Regions from separate parts of the Mus musculus genome. Here region 2 is linked to region 1. The links are chromatin contacts, called in public HiChIP or PLAC-seq maps. All regions are on one chromosome and are shown on one strand. Each heading gives the region's core, a stretch centred on a gene start, on an enhancer-like site or on the middle of the called end of the contact. The rest is flanking DNA. Distances are from core to core; before and after follow the strand shown. Region 1 has its middle 91 kb from the start of Gm24986. Region 2 has its middle 37 kb from the start of Gm32935.

What was found. HiChIP or PLAC-seq counts read pairs in DNA pulled down with a chosen protein or histone mark.
Region 2: a contact with region 1 is called in an H3K27ac HiChIP or PLAC-seq map of T-cell acute lymphoblastic leukemia, with 4 times the contacts expected there. The contact joins two enhancer-like sites. A contact is called at or near these places in 2 of 115 datasets of contacts at active chromatin or transcription factors (the SCID.adh cell line and T-cell acute lymphoblastic leukemia) and 1 of 9 other capture datasets (embryonic stem cells).

What each region holds. Positions count from the first base shown.
Region 1 is chr12:106,308,569-106,315,275 of GRCm38.p6, forward strand. No RefSeq gene overlaps it. Among named protein-coding and RNA genes, the nearest start is that of Gm24986, 91 kb to the left of the region's middle. Within about 2 kb of position 2,668, at least 73 of the 459 cell types and tissues checked have an H3K27ac peak or open chromatin away from gene starts, as enhancers often do. A contact at or near this core is called in the SCID.adh cell line and T-cell acute lymphoblastic leukemia, where this site is marked.
Region 2 is chr12:106,562,402-106,569,108 of GRCm38.p6, forward strand. It overlaps the pseudogene Gm17053. Among named protein-coding and RNA genes, the nearest start is that of Gm32935, 37 kb to the left of the region's middle. Within about 2 kb of position 3,095, at least 24 of the 459 cell types and tissues checked have an H3K27ac peak or open chromatin away from gene starts, as enhancers often do. A contact at or near this core is called in the SCID.adh cell line and T-cell acute lymphoblastic leukemia, where this site is marked.

The DNA of each region.
Region 1 (6,707 bases), core at 1,418-3,917:
AAACAATAGAAATAACATCCAAGCAAACCTACCTGGGATGTGTGTGGAGGTTCACACTAAACTGTCCGGGGTTCTGTTCGCTGCTCCTAACTGTGGGGGCAAGCTAGCCATGGTCGCTTCCTTCAGTGGCAAGGGGATGGATGCGTCTCTTGCACATTGCTTCCTAGTCTGAGAGGAATGATTTAACCCACTGAGACGACCACGAAGGTAGACATTTAGGACGTGGTATCTCTCTGGCTTTTTGCTCATTGGAAGCCAAGGTTTATTTTTTTTTCCAAGTCCTTTGTGAAAATGTCATAGTGAAGTGAACCTGTTACATAGAACAAAGCGTCTGTCTGTTTTCCTTTTGTTCTTATTTGTTTTTTGTTGTTGCTGTTTTGGTTTTCATCGTCGTTGTTGTTATTGGTGCCGTTCTTCCGTTTACGGAAACCTCCAGCTTCTCTGCCGGGTGTGCTCGGTTATCCTGCCTCTCACAAGGTGCCGGTAAACATGGTGGAAAATTTCCGGAGCTTCCTCCCCAGCAACAGGGTAATGTCAGGCCAAGTTTTCTGAGGCGCTGCAGCTTGGCTGCCAGAGAATGGAGAAACTTTGATGGGAGAAGCTGTGATCTCGCACAGCTTCCAACAGTCACAGAGGCACGACCTCCGCTTGGACCTGCACATCTGACTGTAACACCCGCCTTTCAACTGCTGCGTCCAAGGGGCCTCCCACAAAGCCCCGCACAGTTATTATTGACCGGCATGGGGAAGGGAACGTCTCAAAACATGCCATTTAATCAAAGGCTCAGAAAAGCAAGTTTTAAGTCCCCCCGGGGGTGGAGGGAGGTGGAGGTGGAACTACAACAGAACGGGAGCACCAGTCCAAGGTTGATAACGTGAAGAACTGGGGGAACTCCACACACCTGTGTGGGATGCTGCAAGGGCCTCAGTACCCCGATTCTGCGGGTTCTCAGCCGGAGCGAGGTTTGGTGTCTCTACTCTTTTTTTTTTTTAATCACATTTGATCATCTATAGCATTGGGCTGAGAATAAGACAGAGAATATTGAGCCTCCACTGTTACAAAAGGCAGCATCAGTACCCAAGAATCTGGTCAAGGCCTGATCGGATCACTATTTAATCTGTCACAAAGATGCTGAGTGCTGGCCTGTCTGATCTGTCTCACAGTAACTGAAGGAACCCAGGGAGTCAGGACAGACATTTATTCCTGGTTATATATGGAACAAAGTCCCAGGATGTCCGCTTGTGGCCATGCCACACAATCTCCTGACAGTAACCAAGGTGAAAAGGTTCTGCCCGGCCAGCTCTGCGGTGCCTCTGCATGCTGGCGTCAGTTGGAAGCGTTTATTTATAAACCTTTTGCTTCCTCGGTCAGCTGGGCGATTTCATCGCACACCCTTGGTTGGTAAAGAAAGTTAATGTTTCGGGTCCCTGTTTGGCTGGAACAAAATTGTAATTAAAAAAATTAATTTCTTATGGTTTCAAAGCTGTTTGTAAACCATAACGGAGTTTTTATATGACTCCAGGAATCTGGTTCATGCCCATTCTCAACAGAATACGGAAGGGCAGGAGGGTCCTGGGAATTACAGGAAAACCCAACAGAGGACATAGCAAAACTGCTCCCCGCTGCTGCCCAGGACAAGGAGGGCAGCCGCCTGCAGCACAAGCAGCCACCTGTTGCTGGACAGACTCCTGCCTTGCCTTAAAAACCAAAGGAAAACAAAATAAACCCTCAAGAAAACCCAGAGTCCTAGGGGTAGCGTAGGGAGCAGCAGAAAGGCAAGGGCTGGGTGCAGCCATCTTTAGGTCTTCCAGAAGGGTGGGGCTCCAAGAGGAAATGGTGATGTGGGTTTCCCTTTAAAGACCGCTTTGCATGCTTTCAAAAATTTTTTTCTTCTTATTTTTGTTATGTATTATTATTATTACGTTTTTATTTTTAAATTTTTACTCGGTGGCTGTGAAGAACTTTACAACAAAAGCACAGCAGGACTTTAAATGGCTTAGGAAGCCAGACTCTGGGTTAGTCGGTGGTTGGTCTGTCTGCAATTGCCCACTTTCCCAGCAGCGGCAGCGCTGTAGTGCAGTGCTGGCTGCTGGCCCTCTCCTTGGGGAATCATTTCATTTGGGAGGCTCTGCCAGGCTGACCCGGGAACCCTTGACCTTCAGGGAGACCTGTGGTCCCTGGGAGGTGGTGTTGGGGTGATTCTCACCCTCAACTCGGATTCGTCAATGCTATCTCTCATCACAGGGCCTCACGGGCTGGGGGTGCACACCCCGAGTTTCCTAGCCACCAGGTTCAGCGCCACCCTTGGACAAGTCCCGAATTCCGCAGAGCGCTTGCACTTTCCCAAATGCTATTTCTCCAAAGAGCAACCCGATTTAAACAGATTTCACTTTGCTCATAGCAGACCCCCCTCCGCAGACTCGGTGGCTGGGGGACAGAGGTAATCACAGGCCACCAGCCTGGCGGGACTCGCGATGTCCCAAGGCTCCGGAGCGAGCGCCCTGTGGTGTTTTTTCTTTTGGGCGCGGAACTGTTTTCAGCTTCCTTTTTGTTTCTTCGCTTTCGTCGCATTTCCTTTCTGAATCTGCCCTTCTGCCTAGTGCGGCCCTAATCTCCCTGATCGCAGAGCTTGGGCGCGGGGGCGCAAGCGACCCCCGCAGCAGGGGAGGGCTCTCAGATCACAATCTGTGAGACACCTGCCTGCGCTCTGCTCAACTTCCTGCCTTCCTGCCCATGTTACTGGGGTGGGTTCCATTTCAGAGAAAATCGACTTTTGAGTCTCTCTGGTGCCTTCAGGGCCCGGTGTGGGTGGGGGAGAGGGCAAGGCGAACACCACATGGAATGAAGTGAGTGTCTTGGGTTCCCTGTATCCTCCACCATATGTAAATCTCTCCTTCTAGGTGCCTGTGGTTCTGCCTCTATGTCTCTGTCTCTATTTCTCTGTGTCTCTGTCTCTCTCTCAATTCTAACTTCTGTTTTCCTACAGAACTACTAAGACAAGGACATAAGCCCAGAAACTGCCATTCAGAGCCCATGGACGGAAATGTGGCTTTCTGAATTTTCTCTTTTGAGGCAGGGCCTGTTGTTAGGCCATGCTACAGAGGAAATGGAGGCATAGAGTTGTGACGAAGCTTGGCTCCGATGGGGTAGCTGGGATCCCAGTTCAGAGCAGCACCGGGATGCTCTTGTGCACAGCTGAGAAGCCCCCAGCTGATGACCCCTGACAGCAGGCACCCTTGTCTCTCTTAAGGGAGACTATTCCTGTACTGTTGCACACACCCCCTTTTTTCCTTATTAGTTTACTTTAATTTTGAGTTTGGCAGGAAAGCCTATGGCGGCCATCAAGGGGAAGCGCTCTGATTAGAACTGAAGCCTTCCAAGCGCATGTTTGCTACTTTAAAACTCTTTCTCAGGCAATGAATATGGATGGTGGTTGTTTCCTATGAATATGGAGGAGCGGGTGGGGGTGTGTGTGGCGGATGGATCACTATTTAACATTAACTGCTGGTAACCTTTCCTCTTCTCTGGCTTCTGTGCAGTATTATCCCGGGAAGGGTCAGCACCCGTTGCCTTTTTGCAAAATACAATTAGTCACTTTTTGCCACATGTGCTTGCCCCTGGACCTTATTTGCCATCCCATATAATTATTAGAAAAATCTTCTAATTTTATTTGAAATTCTAAGTTGACACGTAGGTCAAAGTTCGTGACACAGCATTGTGTTTAATTTCTCTTTCGTTCGCCTCCCTTGGACTCCTGAAGAATGACTCTCAAAGGAAGCTTCCAGCCCCGCTCTGGGTCTTATTACCGCTGTAACAGTGGGAGCCATTCGAAGCAGCTCTGAGTGCCTGCTCCAGAGATGATGGTGTCACCGGCAGCCAGCTCTTCAGAGATCCCTGTCCAGATGGCCTGGATGGACGCATCCCACACAAATGGCAGACTGGCTTTCAGTAACTAGTACTTTCTGTTTCCTTCTGCGATGCTTTCTGCTCTTCACCTGAATAGCAAGCAGCCATATATTTTTTAAGGTACTTCTTAAGCCTTCCTCTCTGCACCCTTCCCTGCTCACGCAGGAGTTGGGTCATTTCCCCTCATGTTTTCCCTCCTGTTCTTGCTTTAAGTGTGGCCCTGGCCACAACCACATTTTGATGTTCCCCGTTCTTGTGGCATCTGTAGTCACACTGCCTGGGCTCCTATTCTGACCCTCGTCACTCAACAACAGTAGCCTCGTTTGTCTAGCAGAGGTGGCAGTGTGGTTTTACCCTCTGGAGCCTTTGGATTAGATGAGATACTCCTTAGTGCCCGCTAAGGCAGTGTTCCACAGGGTCACAACATGGCTGCTTCTCTTCAGACCCACGAGCTGCCTAAGAGCAGGGGAGGGCTCCTTACTGACCCTGTCTTCCCTCACTCCCGCCTTCTTGCCTTCTCACTCTCTTTTTCCCTGTATTTCTCTCCCCGTTCTCAAACTCTGTCTAGCCTATTGCCTCTCCCCCCCAATCCCCGAGGGATGCATTTCCTCCCTCTCCTTGACCCACAGTGGGCACTGTTCCTAACACTCATAATTGGTTCGTGTTCTGGGAACCCTGACAAGAGTCTGGTACTGGAGACATCGAGGGTCAGAGGTCATGAAGCATCAGTCACCCTGAGTTTTCTCAGAACTGACCTCATGGAAGATAATTGCTAGGCTCTACCATGGGTTCAAAGAGGCAAAAGAACTTCCGTACACTCACTCAGCAATTGGGGGTGATAAACAGATGTGTCAGCTCCTTCATATAAGGCCATTCAGCCAAGAGCAACTCTGCTGCAGGAATTGAAACCTGCCCCCCCCCCCCTTTCTGATTCATCTGACAGCATCTTTTTTGGTATATCTTGTTCCAGTACAGAGTTACCATGTCCAGGACCTTAAGCTCCAGAGCCATGCCTGCAGAAGCCTAGCCATTTGAAAATAATTTTCTCAAAGAGATGGTTAAAGACATGTTAACCTCTGGGTCTATTGGATCTACCCCATTTTGAGTCACTGGTAGCTTCACATAGGTAGCGACACCCCAAGAACTTAAGCAGTGAGCGACTACCGTGAGCCACACAATGCACGTGTATACTAATTAAAGAGCCTACTATGCTCTCCATAGCATATGCCCTTGTAGCAGGTCAAGCCTAGGCTTTACTGTGGGATACAAACTTTTCTTCCTCTGACCAGAGCTTACCATGGGCCCACTTCTCGTGGGGGTCTCACTAGGACACTTATTCCTTTAGTCTGGGTGTACCATGTTCAGTCTCCTTGCCCAGAGAGCCTCTGCCCACCCCTGGCACCTTCTTGTCACAGCCTTTGAGCCCTCCATAAAGGCAACACCTGTCCCTCTGGCCCCTACCGTCCTCTGTTCCCTGCATTCTGTTGCCCACGTGATCTCGTGACTGTCTTGGAGTGGCCTTTGCCTGTGTTGCTGGTTTCTGACCTTGGTCTGTCTCCCTTATGAGGCTTTGTGTTCTGTTTCTGGGTCCTCTACACCCTCTCAGACCACTAAACGTCTACCCCCAAACTGAATCTACAGTTTGATAGAAGTCTTTTCTTCATTGAGGTTCCATCCTTTCGGATAACTCCAGCTTGTGTTAAGTTGACATCAAACTAGCCAGCACACCTTGAAGGTCAAAGAGGTCATGGGTTAGGAATTGACCTTTGAAACCCAAGATGACAGGCATCGTTTTGTGTCTACAAAGTGACTCCTGAGTGTGTGTGTGTGTGGGGGTGTTTCTGCGCTCTGTGCTCACTTTGTTTCAGGCATTTCTTCTCTGGTAGAGTTAAATTAGTTCACAGTTAAGGGTTAATCCTTGAAAGCATCTACTTCTAAAACAGCTGCCCTTTGGTTTGGTTTAAATGTTATAAAGATCATTATATTTTTTAATCTCAAATAGCATTTTGAAAGATGCCTTCAACATGGTGTGCAAAACAAGAATGTGGCCATGGACTGGGAACTGGTAAACAATCCTGTTAGACTCTTTATGAACCTTTACACCTCGGCTCTTTGAGAACATGGAATATAAGCTAAGTTCCCTTTCATTCTGGCATGTGACACTGCAAAATAAATAAATAATAAATAAATACAATCAAAGGCATTATTTTTTTTGACAGGGTTTGAGGACCCAGTATCGAGTAAAGTACTCAGGATAGAGGTGGTGGAATTAATACTATTGAAATTGTGTTTACAAGATTGATAAGGAAGGTTCATTCACTAAAAAACCATTATGGCAGATCTAATAATGACAGCATTCAACTTTCTTCAAAGGCATGTATTAAGCGCCCACAGGTACTTGGCAGTCTGTGGCACGCTACACAAAGTCAGACAGACACGGTCCCTATTCACAGAAGCGCTCACCATTGTGCACTGCTTTTGTTGGGAGCACAACTTTCTGCCTGTCGCAGTCGTCTGAAAGGCGCTCCTTGTCATTATTCGTGCTGTCTGGGTTTTTGATTTTTTTTTTTTTTTTTTTTGTGAGGGGTCTTTTCTTTTTCTTTCCTGTCTTTTAATTACACTGTACAAAGTGGTAGTTTATCCTCTGGGGATGTTGCTGGCTGGCTGCGAGTGGGTGGGGGGTGGGGTGGGGAGTACTCTTACAGAGTTGGGCGTGTGTCTTTGCAGAAGGTCCTCCTTACCCTGCTGGAGGCTCTGCGGGAACTTTGTCCCTCTGGGATCGCTGTGATCTCTTACCAATG
Region 2 (6,707 bases), core at 1,845-4,344, 250 kb after region 1:
AGGAGGAGAAAGAATTCTGTGAGAGATCAGGTGGAGGATCGGCAAAAAGAGGCAACTATATGGGCACATAGTACCCGGGGACAGCCATGTGGCAGAATGTAGGTTAAAATAATTGGGTTATTTTACTTATGATCTAGTCAGACTAGAGCCTAACTATATGGCCAAGGTATTTGTAAATATATTTTGAGTCTGAGTCTTATTTCTGGGAGCCTGGGGCCAGGAGGAAGAACTGGATTTAACTACAACAAATATGTGTCTCTGTTTATTTAAAGTAATATATCAAAAATGAAATAAGACAACAATTTAACACATGACAAGCACTGTGATGTAATGTTGAAGCAGCACATTTTCAGGGACAGGAGGCAGAAAGAGGGCAGGGTAGGGAAAACACTGGGATGACCAGAAGAAAACAGATACAACAAACAAGGTACTTTGTACTCAGGAAAAAGATACGGATTTGCCCATCAGGAGGAAGTCTGGTTTTAATACTGTATTTGTTACTTTATGTCAATGAGACTCTCCAGAAATTTTTTGATCCTGTCTGGTTCTTAATATCCCCTCTTCAAATTCTGTTTGGTGAAATGTGTTCTGGTGGTTTATTTTTAGGGTTCTGACATAAAGTGAGAGTCCCCTGGCCCTGCCTGGATGCTGACTTTAGTGGCAGCGGGTAGAAAAGTGTCATTTTTTTTTCTAAAAATGTAGCTTACATCTCCCTTATTCCTTCATACAAGGTCAGTGACAGTGATATTAGTCCTGTCTTTAGGGGCTAAAGTAGCTTAAGAGAAAGAGGTAAGTCATGGCTGAAACTCACATTTCCCTATGTTTAAGTTTTAATATATCATTTCTAAGCCTTTACAGACTTGACTTTCTGACCCAATACATGTATGGGGCCCAAGAGATCAGGGCTCCTGCAGGGCCATTAATTGCAGGGTTTGTTTCCTGGAAGCAAAACTAACACATGCTCATTAGGACATCTTAATTGGGAACAAAAATCACCATGGAGACTGTGAACATGATTTAGGAAGAGTGGGTCATGCTGGTCAGCTTTCATTTGGATTTTGTTTTATTTCATTTTATTTCAAATCCTTCCCAAGCTCAGAAACAGCCGTTTGCGATAAAAAATAATGGCCTGAGAAATGTCCTTCTGTAACATCCTGGCTGTGTGAGTTTGCATAACTCAAATGTCCCACCAGGGAGCTATCATAGTCCATCACCCTGCTGAGAGGGAGTTGGGGAACCTCCATGTGAATCACAGATCCCCCAAACTGCTACCTTGGGATGTTACAGAAGATGGCCACCAGGGACCCGTATCTCCTTCTCCTTTCTGTCATCCTTGATCATACTTGAATAACTGATGGCCACCCTAAATTCCAATCCTCAAGTCTGAGTGCTCTGCTATGTATCTGGAGGTAAGCCTTCACTTTTCTAGACTAGGACAACCTTCTGTCTATCCCGCCATATCTGCCCGTGTCCCTGCTATCACCACAGAGCTGACCTATGGATCATGGAGGACTCAGGTTGGACTGGACCGACTAGTGTGCACATGGTCCTCATTTCTCTCTGTGCTTTTCTCTTTATCATTTGATTAAAGTCTTTCCCCAACATCCCTCCACCATTAAGATGTCTCAGTGTCATTTAGGGTGTTAATTGAGAGGAGGTTTAAGCTCATCAAAGCGATTATAAGTGATAGTTAAAAATTTCTATATATGGCCTGCGCTGGAATCAGCACGGTGGGGTGCCATTTTTTTCTTTTATCCAACTGACATTGGTAATAATACATGAAATTATTACTAAATCGCAGCTGCGGAGATGATATCATGATTTTTTTGTGTGTGTGTAATCTTTGATGAAAAATTAATTTTTGAGAGGGATAATTTAAAATGATTTAAATAGTATTATACTGGAGTCCTTGCTGGTAATTAACACCAATCTTGTCAGAACTGAAGGCACCTTTCAGCTGCTTCTAAAGCTACCCACAGTATTTGTCCCTTTTGTGCGAGTGATTATGGCTCTCGGACTTCATTTTTTGCTGTCCTGCGGCCATTGAAGGAGAAGGCTCCTGGCAGGAATGGCTGTTCTCCGAGCCCCATCCTTATTCATCTCTAGACTGTGGGCTAGGCCAGGGAGTGGCCTCCACTTTTATTTTCTAATCGGACCAAAGTAGGCTTATCATCCTGTTATCACACTGTGTACCCTGCTCCCTTCACGGCTGAATGTCAGTTCCATAGGACGCCATGACCTCATAGATATTCCTCTAATTGACAGGACAGGTGGCCAGACACGCTCTCAACCTTCACTCGTGTTCTTTGGAGACCTGGCTTTCTCAGAAATCCACCTTTTTTCTTTTTCCCACCACAAGACAGAAATAAATAAATTAATTAAATACATTAAAAAAAAAAAACAAGCATCCTAACAAGATATGGCTGAAAATAGATCACCCCCCCCCCCCCCGCTAGTTCCTTCGTACTTTAAATGACAGAAGTGTGTGGTATCCTATATATAAAGACCTGCAGGAGAGGTTAAAAAAAGAAATACAGTGAAATTTAAGTAGGAAGAAGAAACTGAATGAGGATATGGGTGAGCCGTACACCCGTCTGAGCTCTGAGTTTTGCTTTCTTCTTTTCTAATACACTTCTGATTTTTTTGACAAGAGACACTGCGCTAGATATTCATGGCAGTGGCTGTACCTGCCACTTCTTAATTTCTCTCCCTCAACTTTTTTGCTGAGAAGGAAGAGAATGGGGCGGGGAGGTGGGGGGGCGGGGGTGGGGGAACAAGTGAGGAGAAAGGGAAGGCAGGGGAGAGGGGAGGGAGAAGGGCAGATGACAGGAAAGCTTTGAGAATGGCTCTTCTGGCCACCCGCTCATTAACATAAGAGTATAGTTCCGGCTTCCAAGTCAGGTGCAATTTTATTCTACCAGAACACGCTTGCCTTCTGACATGATCCCACGCTGCAAAGGAAGAGAAAGAGGTGAAAGAGAAAACCCCTTTTGCAAGCAGAAAAAAAAAAAGCCAGTTTATTGGTGGGGGTGGTGCCTGTGCTGTGCCTGTCTGTGAAACTAGCAATATGGAGATGTTTCTTAGATAAGATCTCCCCTTGTGATACAGGAAGGCTGCCTTCCTGGCTCAGGCAGAGGGCGACTCAGCACCTGGGAAATCTTTTCATCTTATCGACTGGTGCCTTAGGTGACCATGTTTATGCCTCTCTGGCCAAAAAGGAGGCCTTTGGAACCCGCAGGCTTGCCCATGCAGGACTATAGAACTGGGTTAGGCAACAGGAACAGAGCTTCCGTGCTGCTGCCAGGAACATGAAGTAAGATGCCTCCTTTCACGGCAAGAGCATGGTCGGTCAACACTTGTACTGTGAATCCCCCTATAAAACTCAGCATGTGAAAGCACCCGCCGTTCTCCCAGTCAGAAGCACACAGAGGTGGGGCTAGGCACGCTGCTGCTCCAGTCACGGGGCGACCGCAGAGAGGTCTGTCCCTCTCTTCTGCCCCATGTTCTAAACTCTGGCCATGGTTGGGATACAACCAGGGTCTCCTCCATGGTTTGTGCGTCCTGGTAGAGAGAGCACAGCAAGGACAGATGGGAGCTCTCTTGGGGCTCCTTCTGTTGTCATCACCTTGCCCCCAGGATGTGGGATGCTGTCAGCATCTGGGGGCTCCTGCTGAGTGTGCCCACTCTTGGCCCCCAGCAACTGGCAGTGCACTGGGTTCATAGACAGAGTACAGCCAGTACGGGTGATCTCTCGGAAGACCCAGACTCCTTTCTGCTTCATTCATTCCTAGGTGCCCTGGATTTCAGACTTAGAAACTCTGGGTCAGCATCGTCCAGCGCTTTGCTCATTCACTTACTCGACTGAGGGAGGAAAGAACTTTCTCCCCTGGAAAGCATTTTCATGAACATGGTAAACCTTTTCAGATTCCATTTCAATCTCCACCCTAAGATCCACAATGGTAGAAATTCCCAAATTACTATGTTAGCTCATTTCTCACCCAACAGACATTTCTTAAGTACTTATGAGGTACTGGGTTCTGCCTTGAAGATCTCAAGGCAGCCAAGACTAGGTCTGCCCTTTATGCCCAGAGTGTTGGGAAACCATCTAGCAACCTGATTAAAAGAATAGATTAATGAATCCATGAAAAAAGGGTTCTCTCTGATGTTTCACAGAGGAAAGATTGGCTAACCTTCCCTTTAGGGGATCAGAAGGTGAACAGTGTCGGGCTTTGTAGGCCATGCGGACTGCTGCAATTATTCAGTAGTACACACACAGTCTTAGACAAAGCATGCATGAACGGCAGTGGCTGCGTCTCCATAAAATTGTTTACAAAACCAGTGAGTGGTCTAGACTTGACAACCACAGACCCGGGCACCGGATTTAGATGTGTATGTGCATGTGCGTGTGTGCGTGCGTGCGTGCGTGCGTGCGTGTGTGTGTGTATGTGTGTGTATGTGTGTGTGTGTATGTGTGTGTGTGTGTGTGTGTGTGTGTGTGTGTGTGTGTGTGTGTGTGTATGTGTATGTGTATGTATATACAGTCAGTCAGACAGACAGACAGGCACACACACACACACACACAGTTACCACATTATTTCCTTGTTGTGATCCGGGTAATGGATCATCTGGAATTGACTAAAGTCAGGCTTTGGGGAGGTTGTTTGACTACTAAGTGACAGGTAGATACTCCATCCTGAGAGTACTTACAAGGGAAATGTTGGTATGGACTGAGGCAAGGGGATTTTGCCTGTTGCAAGCTTCGATTCTTTGCTCTCCCTTGGGCTCAGATAATCCTGAGAAACAGGAGGGCATGTCCATTTGGCAAGGCTGGAGGGTGAGGCAGGCGTGGGCAGGGAGTGAGTGCTGAGCCAGACCAGCCAGCAAGCCCAGCACTTGCATGTCATCCTGTGTCCCTGTGTGAGCACGCCATGGGCTGTGGTACAAAGCTGAGAATGCTTCGTGCTTTGGCCTGCTCCAGACACACCCTGCCCTTTGATGGCATGCTTCCAGTGCCATCTTATGAGTCTCCAGACGTTGGCTCTGTCTTCAGAGAGAGGGGCCAGGGTTCTTTGTAAAGGGGTCTTGCTTGGCTCTCTATCAATCCTTTATCAATCCATCACCTTTATCAATCCACTGGTTGATCATCAACAGGTAATTGCCTTATGACTCCAACATAGGTGACAGGGCCTTTCTTGTTGCAGGGAAGTGTTCTCACAGCAAAAGCCAACTTTCCTCAGTGAACACAGAACACTGTGCTCACTGTCCTGATAACCATATCCTCTCATTAGTTGGGGCTGCACACCCAGATTTAGGGACTGTGCACTAGGTCTACACTGATGGCACCGAGTATCCTCATCCTACCTGAGTACCCAGATGACTTTATCTGCATCTCTCCATAGAGACATCACCGTGATCTTGTGTCTCAAGTACTTATGCATGAGCCATCTCTCAAAGAGATTGTGGTACCCCAATGATCCTTCCTTCCGAGCCACCACAAGGCAGCATGAGGCATAGGAGTGTCCAGTGGCTGGGCATGCATCAGAGAATGTCATCTAAAGGTGCAGATTAGGGCACTCAAGGACCACATAGACAGTGGCCTCATGAGGACCACACAGACAGTGGCTTCCTGGTCTCCAGGAACCTCCTCACTGCCACCATCAGCAAAGGAACTGTCTCCACCTGGAAGAATAAAAGAGGGCTTATAATGAGATAGGGAAGTGGATATGAAGGAAGAAATTACGGGCTAAGGTCCTGGTCCCACTCTTCTGCTGGCCATGGCTGAGTGACCTCTTGATATCCCCCAACCCCCCTCTTCCCTTGTTAGTCATACAGGATATTGCAGCTCACTTTGGAAATCTGTCATAATGTTTAAATTGAATGACTGAAAACAAAACCAAACCCTTCGAGCCTGGTAGAATATTGGTAATTGATAGTATTAGTGATTCGTGGATCTCAGACTATAAGCTCCAAGACCATAGGCAACACATCTGTTTTGTTTCGTAGCATATTCTACCAGCCAGGCAAAGTACCAGCATCAAGACCCACCCCGAGAAAAGGAGGTTGCGATTGCTCGTATGTGCTCGGTGAAGTCACTAGTTGTCAAGACAAGGTCCTAGGTGGATAATTTCTTCCTGTGGCATCTACAGTATCGAACTGTGTGGACCTTCGCTGTTACAGGTGCACACCTGTGCCACAGTGGGCTCACAGAGGCAGCCTTGAAGGAGGGGTGGGCTGCGTCTGTGTAGACCTCTCCAGACTGTGAGAATGCTGCTGGGGCCTGAAAGGAAAGCAACGTGATATGCTCACGGTGTCAGGCAGATGGCCCAAGGGTAGAGGCTCTGCCAACTCTCAGGTCAGACTTGCCCACGCAAGTTGGCACCATGAAGAGCCTCGGCTGAGCTTATCCTCCCTGGGGCACCTTGTCTGTTTCTTGTTTTGTCGAGCTTTGTAACTTTGAGTGGGCCAGGCTGTGAACACGCTATGTCCTGAGCCCGTCTCCACCCTCCACAGGCTGTCTGAGTCCTCTGATAGGAGTAGGGTGGGAACCCAGATGGGAACAGAGCCTGGAGAGGCCAGGCCCCAACAGGGTGGATTAATCATTCCAGCCATCACCCTGGCAAGGACAGTGTGACTCATGCTGAGCCAACAGGACTGCCCATGGCAAATTGGCAGATGTTTGTCACCACAGGACCAAACCTCTGTACTCT